Linked DNA regions of Sus scrofa: all the other regions are linked to region 6. Evidence: chromatin contacts called from public Hi-C, HiChIP or PLAC-seq and promoter capture Hi-C data. All regions are on one chromosome and are shown on one strand. Each heading gives the region's core, a stretch centred on a gene start, on an enhancer-like site or on the middle of the called end of the contact. The rest is flanking DNA. Distances are from core to core; before and after follow the strand shown.

Region 1 (2,700 bases), core at 35-2,534, 710 kb after region 6:
TCTATGGAGGGAACTTTTTTTCCCCTTTAGTTTTAGCAAATATTAAATGTGTGGTTTCTTAAAGACTAAAGTTTTGTAAGAGTTAAAAAGGTAAACCTCAGTCCCTCGTTTTATTTCCCCAGGGGAAGAAATTACTATTTTTTTGTGTGTCCCATTTCAAATATATTGTATACATATTAGGAAATTTTTTTACACATAGTATATGTTGTACCTTGATTAGCATCACTAAAAATATACATCGGGAGGAGTTCCTGTCCTGGCGCAGTGGTTAACAATCCGATTAGGAACCATGAGGTTGTGGGTTTGGTCCCTGGCCTTGCTCAGTGGGTTAAAGGATCCAGCATTGCCTTAAGCTGTCGTGTAGGTCGCAGACGCGGCTCAGATCCCATGTTGCTGTGGCTCTGGCGTAGGCTGGCGGCTACAGCTCTGATTAGACCCTTAGCCTGGGAATGTCCATATGCCGCGGGAGCGGCCATAGAAAAGGCAAAAAGACCAAAAAAAAAAAAAAAAGAAAGAAAAAAAAATACGCACATCGGGATTTGCAAGTAGGAAGCGTGGATTAGAGAAATGTATGGGGTGCAGTGCAACAAAGATGATGGACGAGGAAATTCTTGGACCCTGAGATTTCACTCTTTTATTTCGCCAGTGGACAGGGTTTTTCTTCCCTTAGCCTGGGAATCGTATGTTCATAATTTGCGCCTGTGTGTTAAGATCTACCTTCAAAAAGTGTGTTCCTGAGGTGTGTGAGTGCAGGTGCTTGTGAATTTTAGTATGTCTCTGAATTTGCCCTATTATTTCTGCATTTATTGTTTCGGTGTCAAGATCTCTGGATGCGACTTGGTATATATCACTCGTAGTGTGACGCTGTGTATCACGTTTGGTGTGTGTGTGTCTGGATGTGTGAATGCGCTGTCCTCGTCTAGATGTTCCCATCTAGTGTCAGTGTGGTTGAAGTAACCATTGCCATCTGTAGTAGTCGTCTGTATATCTTGTCTCTTTCAGCACTCAGTACTCGGCTCCCCTACTCGCGGTTTCCTTTTATTCTTGAAGGATGGGCGGGTGTGGGGACACTGGCCCAGCCCCACTCCGGTTTTCCTGAGAGGACAGACAGGGTTTCCAGTGTTCCCCGCGGCCGCCAGGGTACGCAGGAAAGGCCGTTGCGCATGCACACGTGTGCAGCCTGGGAGACCAGAACTTTGGGGTCGCCGGTTCTCTTGCGCGCTCCCTGGTGGCCTCGGGGAGCAGTGCGGACAGAACGAGAGGCGGGGCCTGCGGCGGCGGAAGTGAAGTCACTTCCGGGCTGGGGTGTTTGTTTGGACTGGAGAAGGGAGGCGGCGGGCGAAGCGCGCGTCGAGCGGGGGAGCGGCGCTGCCTGTGGAGATCCGCGGAGGCCGACCGGATTCGTTGGCTGCCGTCCCCGCTGCCGTGCACTGGGTGAGGGGTTCCCTCGGGCAGAGCGGCAAGAAGGGCGCGGCGGCCCCAGCCGTCGAGGGATGGCTCCTCGGCGACGGCTGAGGGGCCTACAGGGTACCTCGGGTTGTTGGCCCCCAAGCCTGTATGGCCTCCGTTGTTCCTTGCCTCTTCCAGCCGAGTCTGAGGGATGGTCTTGGACCGACTTGGTCTCTTTCTTCTCTGAGAAATGGCCGTCGCTTTCTTTTTCATTGTCATTATTATTTATGATTTGGATCTCGCAGCTCTCTATCCGGGTCCTCGGTGGCGCGCGAGGGTTGCTGGGATAGCACTTTCTCGCGTCGTTTCCCCCCCCGCCCCAGTTCCTTCACCACCACCACCCCGCCCCCCGTCTCCTTTCCCCCCTGCCCCCCACGGCCGCCTCGGCAACAAAGCTCATTGTTTCTCCCCACTTTACGCCTGCGCGTCGCCACGCGCAGCCCGTACTAGCTGCGCCTGCGCGCTCCTCCCGAAGCTTGGGTGGGGGAAGAGAAAGGGGCGGAGGGAGTGGCGGGCTGGCGAGCGTCCTAGGGGAGCATTCTGTAACCGTCCACGGGCTTGTACCTTTCCGATGATCGCTTTTCTCCGGTTTCTTCGCCTTCCTCTTCCCCTTATTTTTAGTTACCTTGTATTCTGTGCTTGGGATGGGAAGGCCTTTGGCGTCCTGGGAACTCCTACTCCAGAACTGTTTTGAGCCAGATGAACTTTGAGCGCCCATCCAGTTCACATTCTTTGATTTGATTCCTTAATTTTCTCCAGTGCTTTTTCCCACTATCAAAAAAATATACGGCTTGTGGCGAAGCTTTTTTTTTTTTTTTAAACATTTGTTGAAGCAGCCGGCAGTAGTATTTTCTAGTAACTGCCAAAAAAAGGGCCTTTTCTGCTTCCTTTTGTTGTCTTGTTTTCCCTGGTTTTGCAACTCCAACACCTCACAGAAACTGCAAACTCTAGAAAGAATTTGGCTTCCAGTATGCCGTGGGAGAAGCTGACAGCTTTTGACATTTATTTCAACAGAAGATAAATTCCCATCTTGCATATATGCTGGCTAATCTCACCTTATTAACCTGGTGGCATGATTTTTCACAAATTGCATTTGAGCAGTTTACCAGATGTTGTTTTGCATTTTCGTTAAATGCCTTTTGAAATTTTACAGGCTGTAGGTTATGTTTGCAAATAAGGGTCTCTGTAAGGATTTTAAATGAGGTTTCCAGTGTTTGCTGTTTTGTGCTTTTGTTTCCAGTTTGTAAGAGG
Region 2 (2,700 bases), core at 95-2,594, 590 kb after region 6:
ACACAAACATCCATTTTGATGTCCTCACACCCTGGCTCCCATCAAAATCCTATCCAATCTCCAAATCTGGCTATTTGAAAAAATCTCAGAAAAGACTTGCGTGGGGACAGCTAAGAAGACACGAGCTACAAAACACATCTTTCATATTGTCAAAACGAACACTGTCTTTATAAACATCAGTTTCTTCTCCTAAAAAACATGGAAGACGCCTTCTTTTAAAGCCTACCTAGTCTAGGTTTAATCCAACCTCCTCAATCCTCCAGAGAAGTTATTTTAGGCCAGAAAGCCAGAGGGACTTAAATCGAGGCCACGTATTTTAAAATATTTATTAGAAAACTAATCTTACATGAGTCACACTTATTATTTTTTAAGGCAGCCAAAAGTCCTCTAGCTCCCATTGTGCAAAGGAAGCCCCAATGACCTCACACATGTTGGGCATTTCCTGACTCCTTGTCTTTTCCACCTACAGCCCCTAAATTGGGGCACAAATTTCAACTGATTTTCGCTTGCCTTTTGAAGCAGATAATTTCAAGGCGAGGAAAGAGGACCTGAATCGGAACCCCCTGGGGCGGAGTGTAGGCGCCAACCCCGGTTTATACAAAACTCCTGTGCGTAAAACCCAGGAATAGGCCCAACCGCCTAGGTGATTTGAAACACACCAAAGTCTGTAACCCCTACGGTAAAGGGAAGTATTTCGTCTACCAAGGCAAAGGAAAACTCAAGACAAGAGTGGAAATACGACGCGAGGTAGGACGCAATTCCATATGGTAAAGAGACACCAGAATGGCAACACTGGAGCTGGTGGACAGATGCAGAAACTGAGGCCCAAAGAAAGGAACTAAAAGAGATGAGGACCCCACAGTCAGGTTCGGACCCCCGCGGCTTCCTCTCCTGGCCTTGAAGCAGGATCACTGCAGGCGTTCTGAGTGGGAGAGGTAGGGAAAGCGGCCCTCGGGCTGAGAAGCCAGGTCTGCCACCACTACTGAGGAGGCCGGAGCCCACTTGTACTTCCCGCTCGGGAGACACCACGTGTGAGGGGTGGGAGCCCCGGAACAGCACTGGCAGCGCGCTGGGCACCCAGCCGCGGCCCAGGGCCGGGCGGCCCTCACCGCCCCTACCTGCGGCTCCCCGCCCGGCAGCCGAGGGGCAGACACAAACCCCACAATTCCAGGCGGCCGCAGCGGCAACCAGCTCCCCGTGCGCAGACGCGGCGGCCACGGTCAGAACTTGCGCGCGCCCGGCTATTACGTCACTGGCTTCCTCGCCCAATTGTCTTCTTCCAGAACCGCGGCAGCCCCACTCCTCTTCCGGCACTCGAGGTGCTGAGCCCGGCTCCTCTCCGGCTTGTTAAGTCCCGCCCCCTAGCGTCTACATGAGCAAACCTCCTGAAACTTATTCGGCCCAGTATCCTTCCGCCGGTGTGAGAGACATCTAAAACAGGTACCCGCAGGCCTGGATTTGCTTCCAAGGTAGAACAGAGTGGAACTTTGAAGTTTCATCTCTGATTTCCCAACAGCTTAACTTTTTTCTAGCGGAAAGATCATCAGAAAGAAACCAGAGGTGGTAGGAAATAAAAATAGATCAAACTGGTATGACTCAGTTGGGATAAAGCTGAGTCTCAAGCAATAAATAGTCCTTAGAAAATTCATGCAGAATAGGCCACCTGCAAGTCACCTACTTTATATACTTATGTATTGTGCGAATTGACAAGGACCAATTATTTTAAAAATAAAAGTCACCTGCAGCTCTAATTCAGCTCAAAGCACTGAGTAGCTTATTTATACATGCCAGGTGTTGCAAATACATTATATTTCCTTCTCATGACGCTTTAAGATCAGAACTGTTATCCCCTTTTTATAGATGGGGAAGCTGAGATTCAATAAGTTGAAGGACTTAAGTGAAGTTTGTACAGTCCAAAAGCGGTAGAACTGGGAATTTATGCCAGATTTGGGTGCCTGCAAAAGTCCTGTTCTCTGATCCTGTTAGACCTTCCCCTTGCCTAGGCGCTTAACCTGGCAGGAAAAATGGGGTGCTCAGTCAGAGTCCAGACCCAGTGATTGCAGGTCCTTCAGAAGTGGAGAAAAGGGGGAGTTCCCATTGTGGCTCAGAGGATTAAGGACCCCAACAGTGACATGTCTGTGATGATGCAGGTTCAATCCCTGGCCTTACTCAGTGGTTAAGGATCTGGCATTGCTGCAAGCTGCAGTATAGACCTCAGCTACCGCTGGGATTGATGTTGCCATGACTGTGGCATAGGCCTCAGCTGCAGCTCGGGTTTGACCCCTAGCCTGGGAACTTCCATATGCTGCAGGTGAGGCCATAAAAAGGAAAAGAAAAAAGTGGAAAAAAGGATAATTTAAACAAGAGCAAACAAAAAACCTATGTTTGGTATTCCTTTCCCTTTCCACGTATTATGTGAGCTTCCAGCAGTTAATCTACCTTTTTTATTGCGTTTACTTCAAGCAGGTGGGAGCTTGGCTTTGCAACCATGAACGAAGTTTGGTTAGTAGCCTGGGAAGGGAGAACAAGCCCCTGGGTAACAGTTCAGTAGGTAGTGCCAGTTTATTAAAAAGACCTACAAGAGACATTCTTCTGCCACTGGGGAGAAAGGACAGGGAACAGTTCACATTTCCCGTGGAACACCCAGTGGACCAGTGACAGTAGCTGGGCCGAGGAATAATTCTAGATTGGGTCACTGCC
Region 3 (2,700 bases), core at 26-2,525, 650 kb after region 6:
AATGCCATTTGCAGCAACATGAATGGAACTATAGACTCTCATAATGAGTGAAGTCAGAAAGAGAAAGACAAATACCGTATGATATCACTTATATCTGGAATCTAATATATGGCACAAATAAAACTACCTACAGAAAAGATGATGGCCAAGGGGGAGGGGGAGGGAGTGGGATGGACTGGGAGTTTGGGGTTAGTAGATGCAAACTATTTGCATTTGGAGTGGATAAGCAATGAGATCCTGCTGTATAGCACAGGGAACTATATCTAGTCACTTGTGATGGAACATGACAGAGGATAATGTGAGAAAAAAAAATATATATATACGACTGGGTCACTTCGTTGTGCAGCAGAAATTGACAGAACATTGTAAATCAACTATAATAGAAAAAACAAAAATCTTAAAATTAAAAAAAATTGTTGGCAGATGACAAGGGCATTGGTTAACTCCCAGGGTTTTGTCTGACAAATGTGTCAGCTGCAATATGTGGGCAGAGCCAGTAGGATGCTAGGGAGGGGCTGGGAAGTGGCTTTGGAATTTGGAGAATTATGGAATGGATTTAGGAATGCTGCTGGGTCTTGCTCCTCTAGCCCTTGTTCTTCAGCTTCACCAACTGTTCAGCAGGACAGAATCATATTGACTCCAACCAGCAAGGGAACTAGTTGTTTAGTGTCGAATAGAAATGCTGGTAACTTGGTGAGCAATATGTCCAGATCAAGGATGTGGCCTCTTAGGCTGGGTGTGCCACGGTGAAAGGAAGTTTGGAAGAGCGAGCCTGTTTTCTTTGGCTGTTGCAGCTCAGCTAAGGATGTGGTCCCGCAGGTTAGGCTATAGGAGTGAAGGACATAAATCTCCTGGAAAGATCCCAAAACCAAGGTGACCAGTGTGGGTGGACGATCCATTCGCCGGGTGACAGAACTGCTGAAGAAAGCCCGAAGGAGGATCTGTGTGGGAGGTGGAAAAAGCGTGGGCTGAGCTTGCAGCAACTGAAAGGCGCCACACGTGTGAGATGAACCCGCCGAGCTCGGTGGGGGCGGACCGGAAGCACCGCCTCACTACCACACGCCAGGTTTTCTCTTTAGCAGCTTCAAACCCAGGGCCCTTTCCATCCGTAAGGATGGATGGGATGGGTGTCTCATCAACACAGCGATGGTTTGGATACCTACCCTTTCTCTTCTGGGTGCTAACCCCTAGGAAGTATGATCACCTCTGCCACAGCTCCCCCTATTTTCCTAACCCCGCCCTTGTTGGGCGGGTTTTCTTAGCCCCGCCCACCGAGAACCGCCCCGTAGCCGCCCCGGGGCGGGGCTTCTCCCGACTCCCGGCTGCCCTTTCCCCTGCGGCCTCCGCCGGGGCCGGAGTGTCCCTGCCGAGCTCCCGACACCAAGGGTGAGTAAGGGCAAAGTAGGGACAGCTCACCTTGGAGGTTTACTAGCCAAAGGCGAAAGGCTGCGGTGGAGGGGCTTCTTCCGAGGCACGCGACCAAACCGGGGTTCGTTCCCTCGTGACCCAAGATTTGGAGGGTATCTTCAAGAGACGCTGGGGGATCGTAGTCGCCCCCTCTTTCCTACCATCCTTGTGGTCTCTGGAGAGTCCGCTAGAGCCGGTCTCGGACTCCCGTAGAGCCAGTCTCGATGCTCCTGAAGCACCAGGGCCGGGGGACTTGGGAAGGTTTGTGAGGAACACGTGCTCGGGTGGAGCTCGGTCAGACCCTTCAACCCGAGCCCGGAAAGGGGGCAGGCTATTTTTAGATTTGTTTTTCGATTTGGACGAGGAGCTTCCTCTCTTTTTCGTTTTCTCTAAATTGTTTGCAGCTGGTTAGGAGTGAAATTCGAGGATGGCTGGGAATATAGTCTTAGATAACCTCACCTTACATAAATAAGGTAAATTATAAGGATGAGGGGGTAGGAATGTTTATTAAAAATTTTGCAAACATTTTGGTCAATGTTTTAAACCGGTCCTTTGGATCGTTGGCAGGAATGGCAACCTAACTGCCTCCAGTTCCTTTCACATCCATTACTGCATCCAATTATTTTTTAAAAGGTTGCTTTTATGGTTCATGTAATTGAGGCCCTTGTCGATCTAGTTTTAACCAGCCTTTCCAATTTTTCACTGCCCATGGCTTTCCCAGGATTAACTTGCCCTTCTCCTTACCAGTATTTATCATCTCCTGGCCTGGGATGGAGCTGCCGGTAAAAGCAAATGTTACTGACTGCCCAGAGTCTATAGGAGATGCTTTCCTATAGGCTTAGTTTATATTCCATTTAAATCTCCCAACCACCCTATATACTATTATCAACACCCCCATTCGATCAGTAAGGAGACTGAAGTCCAGAGAGTTTTTTGCCCACTGTCACATGGCTGCTAAGCAACAAAGCCAAGCTTCCTGATACTTATTAACTTGCTGCTGTGGAACTACTGTGAGATACAAATGAAAATGACCTATGAAATAGGTCTGATCCAGAGAACTATTTATTTTGTTGTCTGATTGTTCTGGGGCTCAGGCCTCACTAAGTTAAGGGGTTTTGAGGGTAGGAGTCTTGAACGCCACACAAGAGTTCACGAACTTGGCTGACTCTAACCTGGAGTGCTTTGATTGCAGAGGGCCCAGCTGTGGACTTTGGGCAGATGCAGCCCCAGGTGAGTGCAACCCCATTAACCTACCTTTGGCCCCAGCTGTAGGCAGCTGCCTAGGTTACCGTG
Region 4 (2,700 bases), core at 7-2,506, 870 kb after region 6:
TGCTTCTGATGGTGTTCTAAACACCAGGTTTTTGTTTTTTGAGTATAGTTGATTTATAACATGTTAATTTCTGCTGTACGACAGTGATTCAGTTACACGTATGTACATTCTTTTTCATATTCTTTACCGCTTGGGTGCATCACAGGATACTACATATAGTTCCCTGTGCTTTAGAGAAGGGCCTTTTTTAATTTTCTTTACTTTCTTTTAATGGCTACATCCAGGGCATATGGAAGTTCCCAGGCCAGGATTGAATGTGAGCCGTAGCCGCAACCTAACAGCAGCTGCGGTGAGGCGGGACCCTTTAACTCACCGTGCTGGGCTGGGGATAGAACGGCTCTTCCCCAGCAACCCCAGCCGCTGCAGTCGCGTTCTTCACCCGGTGCGCCACAATGGGAGCTCGGAACCTTATTGTTTATCCATCGTCTAAGTAATAGTTTGCATCTGCTAACCACAAACTCTCACTCCATCCCTCCCCCATTTCCCCTCCCACTTGACAACAAGGTTGGTTTTTAATTACTGGAGCACACACTGTGCAAGTTTTTTTCTGAGGTAACTGGTATATTGCCATAACAATTCACCAAGCAGAGCACCTCTCCTAGGGCTGACAAGCCAGTGGCTGAGAGACATTCAAGTTGTCACCCATGTCTTCCTTACAAAGACCATCTCAGGGCTGCCTGTGGCATGGTTGAAGAACCACACTCCTGCAGGTGCCCAGGATGTTACCACGCAGCTACCAGAGAGAGAATTCACGAGACTCTTGGCTTCAGGGAACTCCCAGCTTCGCCACCGTGGAGCTGTGTGACCTTGGACAAGTCCTTTCCTCCTTCTGGAAAGTTGTAATGGACCTAAAGGCTCTTCCTGGGTCAGCCTCCGCTATGTGGACGGCCAGGAGACCTAGAATACATTCGCCTTTAAAAAGCTTATTGATCTCAGATAACATATCTAAGAGGGAACCAGAGGCAAAGGACTCAGGGTCGCGGGCTACGAGCCTCGGCCGTCGAACGAGCCTCCACGACCCCGGCACAAATCTCGCGAGATCTTCTCCCGGCGTCGCGGCGTCATCCTCTCGGCGGCCGTGGCGGCGGCGGCGGCGGCAGCACGTAAGACACTCAGAGGGGCGGCCCGTATCCCTCCGCCGCCGGCGCGGCCCGGCCCTCCCTTCCCAGGCCCGCCAATCCCCGCTCTCCCGACCTGCCCCTCGGCCTGGGCCCACCCCGCACTCCTGCGGCCCCACCCCGGCGGCGCCACCCGCCCGCGCGTCCCTCGGTCCACCTGCGGCAGGCAGTCCCTCTGGCTGTCCGACCGGGAGGCGCCGGCCGAGCCCGAGGCTGGGCTCTTGCTTCCCGGCGGAGGGATCCGCGGCTGCTGAGGAGGCGGCGCTGAGCCTGGGAGGCAGAGGCAGCTACGGCGGCGGCGGCGGCGGTGGTGGTGGCGGCGGCGGCGGCGGCGGCGGCTCGGGCGGCAGCGCATAAAGGGGCCGCCGCCGGGTGATGCGGTGACCGCTGCGGCAGGCTCAGGAGCCGAGTGGGCCCCGGCCCTAAGTCTGTCCCGCCGGACCCGCGCTTCGGAGCTCCCCATCTTCTCCGGCCGGCCCGCGGTCACCGAGGCGGCCTCGCACCCCTCGCCCCTTCCCCGTCCCTCCCCTGCCCCCGTCCCCACCCCGGGGGCCGCCGCCACCCGCCTCCCACGATGGCTCTGAAGAGAATCCACAAGGTAAGCGGCCAGAGGTCGGCTGTGGGTTCGGGCCGCTGGGCCTGCCAGCTGAGCAGGCTGCGGCCTGCACTTCCCGCCGTCGTCTCCGCTGGGCTCGCGGCCTCTTCGGACCCGGCTGCCGGCGATGGCCCTGCCGGGCGGCCTTCCTACCCCACTCCCAGTGATGGCGCCGGCGGAGGCCCCGGCGCGCTGACCACGCTTAGGCCGGAGGTATGCTCGCCGGCTCAGCGTTCCTTCCTGGCCTTCTTTCTAGGCCTCGCGTGCTGTGGAGTCCCAGGGCCTCTTCCCGGCCTGGGACTGCTGTGCTAGAGGGCCATTGTCCGGCTGTGCCGAGAGCGGGTGCTGGGACTGGGGCGTTGGGCGGCCCCGTCGACGGAGGTCGAAAGGGCTCCATGCCCCTTCCCTGCCCGGCACCTCGTACCCCCACCTCCGCAGAACCGCCTGAGCTTGGAGCCCGTGTCTCAGGCGGACTGAGGAAGCCTTTTTGTCCGATCCACAAGTATTTTTTGAGTTCACTTGCCTTTTAGCGGCCGCACTCTTCACGTCCACTCTGCTCGTCCAGACACTTAGAGTAGGAAGTTCAGAAGGAAAGTAACGTGATTTTTATGAAGGAGGAGGGAAGTCGAGGGAGAAGCGTTTTTAATTCCTTGAGGTTACCAAATGTAAATGTAGAAACTACCACTTCCGTCGGCTGGAATGGATTTAACAGGAAAGCTGTTAAATTGTGAAGAGAAGAGGTAGAAACCTGAACGTTGGAAACCGCTGGAGAAAATGACACAAAGGTTGCTGTTATAGTCTCTTCGCAAGGTGGTTTTTAACGCTTAAATTAGGTGATATGTTCGGGGAGAGCCTTTTAATGTAGAAGGGATTTTGCTAGATTTTTCCCATAGAAAGTATTTATTTGCCCTTTAAGGTGACGAGTTATTCGTTTAGGTGTCTTAACAGAGGTTTTCCTAATCCTGCTTCCAGAGTAACAGTGCTTCT
Region 5 (2,700 bases), core at 89-2,588, 760 kb after region 6:
CTAATTCAGTGCCCAGAACTGCATACAACTGTCAGAGCAAGAAACAGGTGTGAAGTCAGTTTTATTCTGACTCTGCCTTCTTATCACGAGAAAAAACAAAAATAGAAAAACCATGGACTTTAGCTGGCCAGGACTTTACCATGCCTGTCCAGGTAATCTGTGGCTCCAAAGCTTTGCACCCAAGAACTGGGGTTTGATTGATAAGGCAAAAGCAAAGGTACATAATGGGGTTGGAAGCCTGTAAGTCAACATGTGAAGAGCCAGTTCTGTGCTTACTGCACTCAGCACGGGGAGGGGATTCCCTAATAGGAAGGATGTATAGGTTCTTTGCACATAAGGGCCTTGAGACGTCATTGAAGTCCCCTCCAATTAGAAATGGGGAAACTGGGAGCTCCCCTCGTGACTCAGTGGTTAAGGAACCCAACTAGGATCCATGAGGACACGGTTTTGATCCCTGGCCTTGATCAGTGGGTTAAGGATCTGGCGCTGCTGTGAGCTGTGGTGTAGGTTGCAGACACAGCTCAGATCTGGGGTTGCTGTGGCTGTGGTGTAGGCCGGCAGCTGTAGCTCCGATTCGACCCCTAGCCTGGGAACCTTCATATGCTGCAGGTGTGGCCCTAAGAAAAAATTTTAAAATTAAAAAAAATAAAGAAATGGAGAAACCGAAGCTCAGCGAATAGACAGGCATATCTACCAGGCCCTGTACAACCAGGCAATGAGAATAGAGAACTTTTTTTGGGGGGGGGCTTTTTATGAGCATACGGAAGTTCCCAGCCAAGGGGTCGAATGAGAGCTGCAGCTGTCAGCCTACAACACAACCACAGCAACACGGGATCCAGCCAGCCCTCTGCGATCTACACAACAGCTCACGGCAAGCCAGATCCGAAACCCACTGAGCGAGGCCAGGGATCTAACCGCGTCCTCATGGATACTAGTCAGGTTGTTAACCACCGGGTCATGAGGGGAACTCCCTAGAACTTGGTTAGGTCTAAAATTCCCTGGTAAATATTCATGAGACACTACCCCTTTCTGGCTCCACCCCTACCAGCCAGAACACAACTGGGCCCCGCCTCCTTCTGATGACGCCACTAGCAGGTGCTCTAGGCACGCCCCTGGCGTCAGAACAGGGTCTGGCCCCGTCCCCACCATTTAGGCGTCCAGTCTGGCCTCTCCCCCAGCTCTCCTGGCTGCGTACCACGTTTCTCAGCTGGTGGATCAGTTCCTCCTGAGACTCAATCACGTCCCGCAGTTGATCGAAGGCGAGACACACCGATCCTGACCCCCCCTGCGACCACCCGAGGGGCGTCGCCATCTTTAGCCCCCGCCAGCTCGTTGGAAATGGCTGCCGCGGGCAGCCTCACGTCCGTCGCCCACCAATGAGAATGCGACGCCACAGAGCACCTTGGCAACCGGGGGCGGGGACTTCCTTTGTTAGCAGCGGTAGGGCTCGCCTCTTAAAGGAGCCGTTCACTAAGAGGCGGCACATGGGGCAGAGAACTAACACCATTCGTAATCGAAGTTTATAGAGGATTTGAACATGTATTATACGGTGTTTCTCACACAGGCCTGAGGAGCAGGCAGGCCCGACCTATACTTACTGTAAGGGCTGAGGAGCAGATACCAGCCCCTTGGCCTTTCCCCTGGGCCCATTAAACTGCAAGTCCGCGAAGCAAGAGTCAGCTAAGGCAACCGCTGCATCTTTAGCTTCATACGTCTCATCATCCCACTCTAATCGCTAATTCCCCTTATTGTAGGAGCCTCCGGCTTCCTGTGATCCCTCTTCCTCCTGGGAATACACTTAGCACTTAGTGGACCTGAGTCCAGGCAAAGAAGTGGAGCTCAAGAATGGAAAAGGAGAGTGGCTTTACCTAGAATAAGGCTCCTTGGAGTTCCCTGGTGGCTCTGCAGGTTAAGAACCCACTGTTGTCACTGTTGTGGCATGGGTTCCATCCCTGGCCCTGGGGACTTCTGCGTGCTGCTGGCAAGGCCGAAAATAATACATATATACATACATACATATATACATAAATACATTTTAAAAAGAAAAAAAAAGATTCCTCATACTCCAGTACTAGGCTCCGGGCAGCCACACTGGGGCCATGTGTGGCCATGTCAAGGCACTGGGGAGGGCCCTGGAGAGCCTGAAGAGATGAGAACTGAAGTGGGCGAGCAGGAGACTTGTCAAATGGAAGCAGGGAAGGATAAGATGATCACACATCTCCGCCAATGCCTACTGAGGGCTTTTTTTGAAAGACAAATAAGATTATGCTTGGGGTAAACCAGAGCTAATATTTATTAAGTATTGACTCTTCGTGACATCATTATGCCCTTTTTCTTTTTCTTTTCTTTTCGGCTTTTTAGGGCCACACCTGTGGCATATGGAGGTTCCCAGGATAGGGGTCGAATTGGAGCTACCACTGCCAGCCTACACCACAGCTACAGCAACAGATCTGAACCACGTCTGTGACCTACACCACAGCTCATGGCAACGCCGGATCCTTAACCCACGGAGTGAGGCCAGGGATCAAACCCATGTCCTCATGGATACTAGTCTGGTTTGTTACCACTGAGCCACGAGGGGAACTCCCATTATGCCTTATTACTAGTATTTCATGTGATTTTCATAATAACCTTGTAAAGTAGTTTCTAATGTCTCCATTTTACAGATGAGAAAATGCAGCTTCTATGAGAATGAATAAC
Region 6 (2,700 bases), core at 50-2,549:
CAAGTCTCACTTAAGTGTGTGTTGCAGATATGTATTTAACTTACTCCGACATTTCCCCTGAGTTCCAAGCAACTAGTTTAAGGCAACGTGAATTAATAATCTTGCCCTCAGTTTAAGGGGAAAAAAAAAATCTGCCAGGCCCCAAATCAGGACCACCTTTACCCAACCTAAGTGAAAACAGACAATTCTTGTTCCACTAAAACGTCTATTTTTGGTCTTACACGATAATAAACAATCACTCCATAGCCTTATCCTGATTTGAGCTTTTCTTCCGAAATAATGGAAAACAGTCCTACGGTAAGGGTTCTGAGAAATTAACTAACCAAATGTCTCTAAGCAAAAATAAATGAGACTGATTTTTAATTTACCGCTTAAGGACTTTTTCTTTCTTCGTTACGTCATAGGAGAGAAGTCCTTGAACGGTCTGTATCTTACAGAGAACAATTATCTTTCTACTTATAGATGGAAACCAAAGCCAAAATAACGATTCCGTCCCAATAAACTACGTCCCTCAACCTCAACACCAAAACTGTCTAATCCATCTCAAAAGTTAAAAAGGCCACAATTCTTTATTCCGTGGAATTAAAAAAAAAAAAAGAGGTGTGACTCAGCAGGACCTGAGACAGGAAGGCAAAATCCTGAAATAAGCTTTGAACGCGCAGCCCTGACTACCGAAAAAGGCCCGTTATTTGTAGTCTCTCCTCATCTTTCCCGGAGGATTCTGACCCCGGAGGCCGCGCCATGCCTCACTGAGTCCCCAGGCCGTGAGCCCGACGGGGAAGGCCCGGCAGTTCCATACCTGGTGGCGAGCGGCAGTGGGGCCCCGGGAGGCTGCAGCACCAACAAGACGGGCTGTTGCGGCTCGGCTGGCACTTATCATGCTGCTAAATGGTAGGAAGAACAAACTGCAAACTACGCGCTCGGAAGGATGAGAGCTGCGCGGCGCGGGGGTGCAGCGCTTCTGGAAACCTCCAACCACGTGGGGTGGGGGGCGGGGGTTGATCACTGCCCCCCGAAAGCCCGCTCTTCCGCTGAGGCGTCTCCTGCGCTGCCTGATCGGAGAATACCTGAACGCCGCTTCCGGAATCAGGGCCTATGGCTAAAACGCTTCGTAGCATGATAGTTAGGGAAGCTGTGTCCTTCCGTGCCGGCTGCGGTAGATCTGGGATCAGCGAGAGACAAGGAGGCTAAGAGAAGGAAAAGGCAGATCGTTGGACAACCCCGGTCCTCGGTGGCAGGAAAGACTCAAGGTCACACGGGATAGATTAGGAACAGATTACAGTCTCCTTGCGTCAGTTGCGTGAGAGGAGGGGTCTGTTGCGCCTGCGCAACTGGCTGCCCTCTAAGGGCCTGGAGCGCATGTGCGGAGGGAGTGGCGGAAAACGGGGGTGGAGTCTGACTTCAGCATTCATAGGATGCTCCAGCTCACGTGAGTTTGGCGGTAGCGTTGCACCGGGAAGCTGGCCAGTACAAACGCCCCGCTCGAGTTGACGTTTTTCGCCTCAGGGACAGCGCCATTTTGTCCCAGGCGTTCAGTGTAACCCTTGGGCTTAAAACCTTTGTTGCCCAACTTTATTCTTTGTCCATCTTTTGGCTGCCGGTTATTATTCCAGTAACTTGAAATACACCTGCATATTGAGTTCTTAGATAAATTCTTGCAGTGTTTTACCGCAGGGACCATGGGTTTTGAACTACTAAATCATTCTTTCATTCACAGAGGTTTGGGACGCATTAGCCGAATTATTGTGTAGACCACTGAGAGAGAAAAAATTCCTAAACTCGGAGTCTTACCCACCCGGCTTTGCTGGGCACCGCTGAGGCGCTGAAATGGAGCAGGGCCCTCATGGGCAGAAAACTCTTTCTTGTTTGTAGGAAATAGGCTTCATTCAGTCTCCTGGGTTCCAAAGGGCAAATTTAAGCCACTGTTGATAATCAGGGAAGGGAGGGGATGCAGAAACATGGGAGGAGCAGTCAAACAATTGGGTATTTCCTGGTGGCCTAGAGGTTTAGGGCTAGGGGTTGTCACTGCTGTGGCTAGGGTTCAAGCCCAGGCACGTAGATGGGGCAGAGAGAGAAACAGTAGTGCAGCCTTAGGGCAGGTTCCTGCTTTCCCAAATTACCTGTGTAAAAGTATCCTTGAATTCTTTAGGAACTAAGCCCCCTCCCCGCTACACTCCAGGTGGAGGATGTTAACTTCAGGCTGAGCAGAAGATTCTAAAAGCACTGTAAATTTTGCCTATTAAAAACTTCTGCCCCGGAGTTCTCTGGTGGCCTAGCAATTAAGGATCTGGTCTTGTCACTGAAGCGGCTCTGACCTTTTGGTTTGTTTTGGACTCACTGTGCCTCAGAGACATGAACTTGTGTCCAGTAACAGCTCCTCAAGCCAATATCTAAACTATGTTGCTCCTGAAAGAAGGTGTGGTCCTGTAACAAGATGTCAATGACCAATCTACTGTGATAATTTTCAATTTTTTTTTTTTTCTTTTTTAAGGGCTGCACTTGTGGCATATGGAAGTTCCCAGGCTAGGGGTCAGATCTGAGCTGTAGCTGCCGGCCTGCACCATGGCCACAGGTAGGCTCCGAGGTGCGTCTGCGACCCACACCACAGCTCATGGCAATGCTGGATCCTTAACCTACTAAGTGAGGCCAGGGATCAAACCTGCATCCTCATGGATACTAATTGGATTCATTTCCTCTAAG

Evidence for each region. Promoter capture Hi-C pulls out the DNA fragments that hold promoters and counts their contacts. A called contact is a pair of places that touch in the nucleus more often than the background predicts. HiChIP or PLAC-seq counts read pairs in DNA pulled down with a chosen protein or histone mark.
Region 1: a Hi-C map of heart right ventricle shows a contact between it and region 6, with 3 times the contacts expected there. The contact joins the promoter of PAIP2 here to the promoter of HSPA9 in region 6. A contact is called at or near these places in 2 of 5 promoter capture datasets (fetal liver and fetal skeletal muscle) and 1 of 47 Hi-C or Micro-C datasets (heart right ventricle).
Region 2: a contact with region 6 is called in a promoter capture Hi-C map of liver, with 3 times the contacts expected there. The contact joins the promoter of SIL1 here to the promoter of HSPA9 in region 6. A contact is called at or near these places in 3 of 5 promoter capture datasets (fetal liver, fetal skeletal muscle and liver) and 2 of 47 Hi-C or Micro-C datasets (embryonic fibroblasts and heart right ventricle).
Region 3: a contact with region 6 is called in a promoter capture Hi-C map of liver, with 8 times the contacts expected there. The contact joins the promoter of MATR3 here to the promoter of HSPA9 in region 6. A contact is called at or near these places in 5 of 5 promoter capture datasets (fetal liver, fetal skeletal muscle, liver and 1 more), 3 of 47 Hi-C or Micro-C datasets (heart right ventricle, liver and mesenchymal stem cells) and 1 of 2 datasets of contacts at active chromatin or transcription factors (alveolar macrophages).
Region 4: a promoter capture Hi-C map of liver shows a contact between it and region 6, with 5 times the contacts expected there. The contact joins the promoter of UBE2D2 here to the promoter of HSPA9 in region 6. A contact is called at or near these places in 1 of 5 promoter capture datasets (liver), 1 of 47 Hi-C or Micro-C datasets (liver) and 1 of 2 datasets of contacts at active chromatin or transcription factors (skeletal muscle).
Region 5: an H3K27ac HiChIP or PLAC-seq map of alveolar macrophages shows a contact between it and region 6. The contact joins the promoter of SPATA24 here to the promoter of HSPA9 in region 6. A contact is called at or near these places in 1 of 5 promoter capture datasets (liver), 2 of 47 Hi-C or Micro-C datasets (embryonic fibroblasts and heart right ventricle) and 2 of 2 datasets of contacts at active chromatin or transcription factors (alveolar macrophages and skeletal muscle).

Annotation. Positions count from the first base shown.
Region 1 is chr2:141,236,133-141,238,832 of Sscrofa11.1, forward strand. It overlaps PAIP2 (polyadenylate-binding protein-interacting protein 2), which reads left to right and starts at 1,285. Exons shown (of 4, transcript XM_003123980.4): 1 at 1,285-1,434.
Region 2 is chr2:141,116,857-141,119,556 of Sscrofa11.1, forward strand. It overlaps SIL1 (nucleotide exchange factor SIL1), which reads right to left and starts at 1,345. Exons shown (of 10, transcript XM_021084842.1): 1 at 1,119-1,345.
Region 3 is chr2:141,178,240-141,180,939 of Sscrofa11.1, forward strand. MATR3 (matrin-3) reads left to right here and starts at 1,276. Exons shown (of 17, transcript XM_021084863.1): 1 at 1,276-1,386; 2 at 2,600-2,637.
Region 4 is chr2:141,396,681-141,399,380 of Sscrofa11.1, forward strand. It overlaps UBE2D2 (ubiquitin-conjugating enzyme E2 D2), which reads left to right and starts at 1,257. Exons shown (of 7, transcript XM_005661722.3): 1 at 1,257-1,716.
Region 5 is chr2:141,291,856-141,294,555 of Sscrofa11.1, forward strand. It overlaps SPATA24 (spermatogenesis associated 24), which reads right to left and starts at 1,339. Exons shown (of 6, transcript NM_001177922.1): 1 at 1,196-1,339. The coding sequence starts at 1,312.
Region 6 is chr2:140,530,865-140,533,564 of Sscrofa11.1, forward strand. HSPA9 (stress-70 protein, mitochondrial) reads right to left here and starts at 1,300. Exons shown (of 17, transcript XM_005661695.3): 1 at 800-1,300. The coding sequence starts at 880. It overlaps LOC110259501 (a long non-coding RNA gene), which reads left to right and starts at 1,307. Exons shown (of 3, transcript XR_002341934.1): 1 at 1,307-1,429.